Linked DNA regions of Rattus norvegicus: region 2 is linked to region 1. Evidence: chromatin contacts called from public Hi-C data. All regions are on one chromosome and are shown on one strand. The core of a region is the stretch at or near the end of the contact, and the rest is flanking DNA. Distances in the headings are between cores, read along the strand shown.

What was found. A called contact is a pair of places that touch in the nucleus more often than the background predicts.
Region 2: a Hi-C map of kidney shows a contact between it and region 1, with 6 times the contacts expected there. The contact joins the enhancer-like site here to the promoter of Dgkd in region 1. A contact is called at or near these places in 10 of 12 Hi-C or Micro-C datasets (the A7r5 cell line, the Rat2 cell line, Schwann cells and 5 more).

Annotation. Positions count from the first base shown.
Region 1 is chr9:95,962,455-95,966,707 of GRCr8, reverse strand. Dgkd (diacylglycerol kinase, delta) reads right to left here and starts at 2,201. Exons shown (of 30, transcript NM_001427452.1): 1 at 2,008-2,201. The coding sequence starts at 2,163.
Region 2 is chr9:96,033,172-96,037,424 of GRCr8, reverse strand. It overlaps Dgkd (diacylglycerol kinase, delta), which reads right to left. Exons shown (of 30, transcript NM_001427452.1): 10 at 3,907-4,015; 11 at 1,265-1,404; 12 at 913-997. Among named protein-coding and RNA genes, the nearest start is that of Dgkd, 71 kb to the right of the region's middle. Within about 2 kb of position 2,539, at least 1 of the 93 cell types and tissues checked has an H3K27ac peak or open chromatin away from gene starts, as enhancers often do. A contact at or near this core is called in kidney, where this site is marked.

The sequences.
Region 1 (4,253 bases), core at 952-3,451:
ATCTCTGAATTGCCTCACTGCCTGCAGCTTCCTCTCTGTTCTTCAGCACCTGTGTCACAGCGCCCCTGCACTAAGCTCCTCTGGTCAAACAGTTAAGAGTGGATTCTGATCACACCATTTGGAATTTTGCATTATATGCCACACACATATTACCAGAAAAATTTTGTGAATGGCCTCTCTGCTACAAAAGTAGCACACAGTAAACTTATTTCCCACATCTTAAGCTCTAGCAACCCAGAAGAAAAACCAGCTTTGAGCTATCTGTACAGCAGATGTGAATGTATTCCGAACGCAATTCTCGGGTGTATTTTTAACACCACAGCCGTCACTCACCTCCCCCTCCCCACCAACGAGAACAGCTGGTATAGCAGCTATTGTTTTCGTCCACAGGAAAGACAGGGAGACCATCCTGACCAATAAAATTCTGGACTCAATGGGATCTCTGAGGACCCACCCTCTCCACTGTGATCTTGGCCTTCACTCGGCACTTCCTTCAGTCACAGGATCTGATCTGCCTCACACCACTACCCATCTTAAGGACCAAGCACTAGGAGAGGGCATCAAGGCTCCTTAAACACGTTCATGAGGAACATCTGCTCATGGCTCCCATGCCTAGAATGACTTTCGGAAGTGCTCTCTTGCAGGCTGCCTTCACATCTGGCCCTGACTGACCTGTCCTGCCTCTTTCACTCAACCTGAACGAACCATTGACCATTCTCCGGTGTGCCCAAACTTTCAAACACAGCATTTACTATAACATAACATGTACTGGTGTCCTCGCCCTACTTGAACTGGAACCCTTAAATGAAGAAACTACCTCCCATCAGTGAGAGCCTCACCTGGGCCCGTCACTTAACTGAACCACTTTGGTTTCTAACCCATAAGAGCCCAAAAACGGGATCCTGAGGACTCACTGGGTTATCACCAACTCTAAATAAAACCCAAGTGAAGTATGCAAGGCTAGCTCAAGAGAAATTGAAGAACCATTATATACAATCGCTCTACCATCCCTGGGACTGTTACTGTTATAGCTAGAATAACTCAGGTGTTAGGTCCCGTGTGCTGAGTGACTTGGATACCGCACAACAAATGTAACACGTCAGCACCTAAATGACACCCCAACCCACAACCCCGGGCAAGTAACAGAGGCTGACAGATGATAAAACAAGAAATGGCTCTTCCAGTAAAGGGTAATTAACTGGCCTCGGAGGAAAAGCGCACTGCAGCAGGATGAGCAAGCCCGCCCGTGCCAGCCGGAACTGCCAGGGCTGCCCCACGGTGGTAACCTGCTCTCCACCACCTGTCCAGCCACCTGCCTGAGGAAGCCCTTCCAACAACAAGGAGGGATCACGCCAGCAAGAGACCATCCGCAGTGTTCAAAAAGAACCAGAAAAGGAAAGCAAAGGGTGCAACTTTATTCTTAGGAAAAGACCACAAAAAGGCATGTGTGTCTCTACACTGGATCCCGAGCGGCTGGAGTTCTCCACCGAAGAGTTCTGTGCCCAGCGGGTGAGGAGTCCCGGCTTTCCCAAGGAGGAAAGGTGGTAGGGAGGGAAGGAGGGAGAAGCGGCCACTCCACGCGCATCCCTTCCCTTTCAGGACATAGGGGTGAGGACCCCACAGCGAGGTGGGCACTCCAGGGTGAGTCTAACACAGGTGAGTGCGGGAAGCAGCACCCGATACTCAGACGTGCAGACCCCCAGGCCTCGGGGAGCACACGCCTGCGGCCCCCGCAGCGGTCCCCGCAGCGGCCCCAGCAGCACGCCGGGCTTCAGTCTCCTCAGTGGCGGCGCCCACCTGCGACCAGTCCCCACAGACACGTCCCCGTAGCCCCAGCCCCGCGGCCCGGTCCCCGCGGCCCGTTAAGCCGCGGCGCGCTCGGCCCCGTAGCAGTGACCGCAGGACCTCGGGCCCGGCAGGGCCTGGGCGGCCGCTCGCACACGGTCACGGGCCTCGGCAGGGACCGCGGCGTGAGGGGCGCGCGCCCGGCCGACGCCGCGGGCTCACCTTCTGCCGGATCTGGCCCGACGTGGACACCTTACGAATAAGCTTCTGCGGGGAGCCCGGCTCAGCCTCGGGTTCGCTGTCGGACGACTCCTCAGGCGGCGGCGGCGGAGGTGGCTGAGGCGGACCCGGCGGAGGGGCGCCCGCCGCCGCCGCCATGCTGCCCGGCCAGCGCGCGCGCCGCGGGGGGCGGGGCGGGGCGGGGGTGGGATGAGCCCAGTGCCTGGGGCGGAGCCTAGGCGGGGCGGGGCCTAGAGGCCGGCCGCCCCACCCCACCGCGCCCCCGTAAACAGTAGGGGCAGACGCAGGCTTGCAGGGCTCTTGCTGGGTTGTTTCTGCCTGACCCATCTCTTTCATTCTGATGTCTTCTGTCGTTTTCTTCTTGGAACACAATTTCTGGTTTTTATCTCTGAATACACCTTTTTTCCCCCACTCACACCCGAATATAAGTGACCTCTAAGAGGCCGCAGGACTATATTGGTGAAACAGTTTGCAGAGTGGATGCCTGCGTGCAAACGCAGAACTTCTGTTAAGGCCACTGTTAAGGAGAGATGAAGAAAGTAAGCCGGACTTGACCCTAACCGAGGGACCGTGTTGTAGGCAGAGGTCTGATCTGTGTGAAGGACCAAATGCAAGAAAAATAAAGTAAAATAAAAGAAACTGGTGTTTAGAGGGAGGGAAATGAGAATAGGACAGGAACCAGTGAGCTGTGGGATCAAATGAGACTTCAAGGACCAGATTAGGGATTGGCTTTTTCTGCTGAGGCCTGAGGGCAGCAAGAAATCAGGTTTGGGAGGGGAGGGGGCGCATTGTAGGGAGGTAGCTGAGCCTGGCTGGGTCACAAAGCAGGGATCTATGAAGTATTGAGGCAAGTAGCCACTCTGAATTACTGGGTGGGGCTGAGAGATAAATAAGGGAACTGAGAGATTCAGAAGGGAGTGATGGGGTACTAGCGAGACAGAGTGAGCAGAATGAAGTCTACACTGAGCCAAAGGAGGACTCTATGCAGTTTGAAAAGGAGTGGCTTCCATCTGGGGTGGGTTTTTTGGCACATTGAGGTGGAAAAGGACTTGGTGCCAACCAGAAGAATGTGCTACCCTCCTACTGTGCCCTGCTGTACGAGGCAAGTCAGCAGAGTTCTGTCTAGCTATCCCCTCACCCTTTCAGATGCTGCTGCTGGAGACCAGGGACCTCTGTCTTACCCACCAGTCAGCAAGCTTTGGGCCTCATACACTGGGCAACTCTTTCTAGAGGAAATACAAGTCAGATACCACCAGGAACCATGGGAAGTTCTTCATCCGGCACAAAGATGAGGCTAGGATCCTGGTCTCCCAGCCAGCACAGAGCATGACCAGCCCCAATGTTATGGAAAAGATCTGAGACCCCTGGGTGAACCAGGGCACTCCACCTTGTGCTGAAGCCACTGGCTTCATACATACAAGTACTTATATTTAAATGCCTATTAACTAGCTCTAGTCTTAAAACCAGCCTAGGCTAAAGAATGACATTTAGTTTAAAAAAAAAAACAAAAACAAAAACAAAACAAGAACCAAGCTGGGCAGTGGTGGCTCATGACTTTAGTGGTGGCCCAGCATTCATTCAGGAGGCAGAGCCAGGCAGATCTCTGAGTTCGAGGCCAGCCTGGTCTACAGAGTCAGTTCCAGGACAGCCAGGGCTACACAGAGGAGATCCTGTCTCAAAGAAAACAAAAATTTCAGTTCCTCAGTGACACTAGTCACATTTGCAGCACTGAATAGCCTCGTATGGCTTGACAGCTATCATAATGTATGTACTTCTTGTTCTTTTTAAGATTTATTTCATTTTTGTGAGTACACTGTGGCTGTCTTCAGACACACCAGAAGAGGGCATTGGATCCCATTACGGACGGTTGCGAGCCACCGTGTGGCTGCTGGGAATTAAACTTAGGACCTCTGGAAGAGCAGTCAGTGCTCTTAACCGCTGAGCCATCTTTCTAGCCCTTGTGTATGTACTTTTAGCACAGGCAAGTTCTATAGCTCTTGATAGGGACAACTGCCCATATAGAGCCCCTGTGCATGCACGGTGAAATACAGGCCCTTCAGCCACACCCCTCAGCCACACCCCCGCAGAACCAATAGGAACCAGCCCCTAACAGCGGCGGAAGTCTCAGGTATCACTCCCCTAAGTATGCCAGGGAGGCAGAGTGTGAACTCAGACCAACTGATCTCCTCCATCTGAGTACTGCTGGGTTGGCCTCCCAGGAAGCCAAG
Region 2 (4,253 bases), core at 1,290-3,789, 70 kb before region 1:
GCCCTGGAGTAAACCCCAGTCTCTCTTCAGGAATATACTAGAGGCCAGTCAGAGCAGAAGCTACCTTTTCTCCTGACCAGGAGCTCTGCCAATAAGGTGTACCCACAGGCAGGAGAACTCCACTGTTCTCTGCCCTCCCCATGGCCAGCAAGCTCACAAGTCAAAGAGAGACCATCTATGCCAGAGTCTCAGACATTTTCTTGGGTACTTCTCAGGCTCTAAAGAAATATTCTTCTCAAAACAAAAGCACAGACCATTTTCCACCTGTGATGCCATAAAAGCAGGCTTGACCTTGCTTGCTGACTGCTACTGCCCTTGACCCCTGGGCTTTTCAGACCAGTCTCCTAGCAGGACTAACACTGCATGTGCCCAGCACTGCAGTCAGGACATAAGACAAAACCCTACCCCTCAGGATCTCGGAACTGAATCCCTGGCATGGCCACTACTCAGCACACAGGACTGATACTGAAGCACTATGCGCTAACTGCAAGGGCAGCATAGATATCAAAGAGAGGCAGGCAGAAAGACGAACATGGAGACTTCTGGAAGCAGACAGGAGGAGGTTGTGCAGGAAGAGCAGACGGCAATAGGTGCTGAGCTACAGTGAAGAACGTAAGATGTCACAAGAGATTAGGCATTAGGAGCACCCCAAATCTTGGTGACAACTTAGGAAACCTCCTGACAATCATGAAGCCCTACTCAGTTGAGCCTGCCCGGTCTCAAGTTCAGCCCACAGTTCTTCCTGCACCCCTTCAGAACCACAAAAGGGGAAGGGATGCAGTAAAAAAGTTGAGTGCATGACAATCACATGTGGCGGTGGGCTCGGATGCAGCTCAATGCTGAGTGTGCGATTCAAAGTACCATGCTGAGCACTACAACGGAGAAAGAACAGGAGCAAGCAGGTGGTAGTACCTCTGAGTCCTCACTGCAGTCCTCAGTGACCGTGGAGGAGGAGGCTTGCCGAGGGAGCTTGGTCTCATATGCCATGACACTCCACCTGCACAGGTCCAAAGTCAGCTCAGCTGCAGGCTGCCCACTGACATTCAGGGATCTGAAGGGCCCCATTCCCAAGCCAGCCCCTCATCGCTCCAACGTTGTGGTCTGGTGCCTTGATCTTAGTACTATTCTGACTTTTTAAGTTTTCTGGGTCTTTGAGACCGGGGCAGATTTAGTCCTCACTGATCTTCGAGGAAGAAAGCTTGGCCACAGTGACCAATGCTTCTTGGTCCAGCTGCCATTCACACATCCAGGCTGCCCCACTCACCTGTCCAGCATCTTAGTGCTGGCCCTCTCCAGCTTTGCCAAGATCTGAGGGAGCTGTGTATCGTCATCACAGGCAGAGCCCCAGCCGAGAACGCGGGCCAGGTCATTCCCTGTCCCCAGGGGCAGCACACCTAGCTGACACTGGTGGAAAACAGTGAGGAAAACATTCCCTTAGACACCAAGAGTAAGAACCATTCCCATGCAGTACCACCCTGTTGACACAATCAATAGCCACAAGAAGCGCAGGAACTCTGATCTGAACTTTGTGGCCTGTACGTTCTCAGCAGAGCCCACCAGAGGGGACAGATGGGCTTTGGGATCAACAGCAGATACCAGGAGCCCTAGCCCTTCCTCACTTATTCACATGTCTTGGCAATCAACCCTTGAAAACCCCTGGTTTCTACAACCACTCCCTTCCCAAAGACACTGAGATACTCACACCTGAAGAGTCGACCTCTAACTCCCCAAACATCTCTCTACCCTACTATGCACCTCATTCACTGATGCCAAATCCACTTTCCAAAAGCTGTCACTAGTACCATTCCACATCACTAAAAGTCCCCTGATGATTTCTAGGTCCTATCAGACACCATGCTGAGGCTGTCTGAACATACAAGACCTAGACTGCACCCATTTGCCTATGAGGTGGTGGTTCCCCAAACTGACCCCAGCCCTGCTCTCTCCTCCTAGACTTAACAGAGGGCAGAAGTAAAGGGAAGAAGGCAGAACAGAGAAGGAGGAGCAAATATGGGCTCTAGTAAAGTCTGCTGTAAGCAGGGAGGGACCAAGGCTTGTAACTGTCCTAGGGAGTGTCACTCTCAGCAGCCTATGAATGGCCCAGACTAGGGAAGATACAACAGGATTGGGGTCATTTGGGCAAGCTAGCAACTAGCTTGAAATGAGGAAGAGGAAGACCAAGGAATCAGGAATGGTTGTGGGGCTTCTCCTTAGGCCCTGGATGCATGAAGACATTCAGGCAAAGTAGGAGCCGAGTGACAGGCAAGGTTGGAAACCTACAATACCCAAAAACCCCGGAATGTCCCCCAAACTGACATGGTATCAAACTCCAATGCATCACAAAGCTTTCCCCATAGGAAAAGTGTAAAGGATGAGGGTGGTGGGACACTTGAGGTTTGACCACTTAGCATGTACTAGAAGCCAAGAGGAGAAACACCACCACATGCAGGGCTGGGGAACACAGGGTGCAGGAGAGAGCGGACAGAGCTCTAAGGAGTACAAAGAAGCCACAGGAGACAAGTGTTCACAGAGCGTGACTGAGTACAAGAACCACGTTCATAGTCTTCCTAGAGAGCCAAACATTAAGATCAAAAGTCAGTCAACAAAACTGTATACTACAGTCCCACCACTGGGGGGTGCTGCTTCTTTTTCTAGAGCTATGGTGTGGCTATCAGGAAGTCCCACACCATCTCTTCTCCAGACAAACACAAAATAGTATTGGTGAGTGAGACTACACAAAGAACACAAAATCACTGAAAACTAAAGAACGATAAAAATTATGAAGAAGAGAAAAATGACAAGCCAGAAAACTAAGGAAATCTGGTTTGTTTGTTTTGGGTTTTGTTTTGTAGTATTGTCGTTTCAAGACAGGATTCCTGTGCAGCTCTGGCTATCCTAGAACTCTGCAGACCAGGCGGGCCTCGAATTCAGAAATCTACCTGCCTCTCTGTCTCCCAAGTACTGGGCATGTGACACCACTGCCTGGCAGGAAAAACTGATCTTTCAGTGACAGAGAGACAGCTGCTTTTTATTTTGCCAATTTGATTACCTCAACAGGAAACAAGGCAAAAAACCATGAACAGGGGATTCGTTTAAAGCAGCGTTCCAATAAAGCTGTGATTAACATTATCATTATATTTATATGATTAAGACTTTGTTTACAGACTTGGGTGAATCAGAAAGAATGAGCCTCAAGGCAAGGGGCGGTTCCGAGTCACCGTCCATGGAATGGGAACTGGAGCATCCCTGACAAATGCAATTTGGCACTAAAAATTTAAATAAGGGGCTCCTCAAAAGAGAAGATTCTAGAACATGAACAGGATATCAACAAGGTTGTCCCAGCCCTCCAGCTCCTGCACTAACTGGGGAGAAGTGCTAGTTCAGGTCCATCCACTACATCCCGTGGAGACCTGCCACACTGAGCTGTTCAAGGAACACACGTGGAAATACACACACACCACTATTTCTGCAGTTTAGTAACCCACTAGCGGGTGAGTACCAGATGGATGGTGTGGATTGACACAATCTGAGCGATGGTTATGACAATATACACAATGGCTAATTGCCAAAAAGGGGGACTGGGAGTAAAAATTCAATGAACACAGTAAGAAATCAGGATAATGTATTTTATTTTAGTGTTAAAAACTAGGCAATTAAGTTGAACCATAACTCAAACTTTGGAGGTTGAAGATTCTTTCTTCCTTTCCTCTCTAGACAGAGGCATCCAGCAATTAGGCACATCACCTCCCAGGAAAGAGCTGGAGCTTAGGGGACTACAGCTCCCATCCTCATTCCCCCCCCACACACAGAGCCTGATGCCAAGTTGTGTTTACAGCTCACTTGACCTATGTGATTTTCCCATTTGTCCATTACAGTGGGTGTCCTCTCAACACCTATGTGTAGTACCTGTTTGTGAAGGTTGAGGCTGTCAATTTCAGAGAGGACCCAGCCAACACTGCCATCCCCGCCACAAACCAGAATCCGGAAGGTGTCAAACTTCTGAAATAATCGTAAGCTGTAGAAGAATGGGAAGCCAGGGAAATGAGTATAGTCTAAGCGACAAATGATGGGTCTGTCTGTCCTAAGCTGAGGGAAACACCCTGTCCCATGTGGCTGAACCTGGACCCAGACTAAGCCCAGGTATGTATACAGGGGGGGTCTACAAGGCTGCCTAGATGTCTGTCTGCCCAGCCCCTTGGCTCATAGATGACAGTGGTGTGAAATCCAGATCCCAGCAACTCCTCCAACCAGAA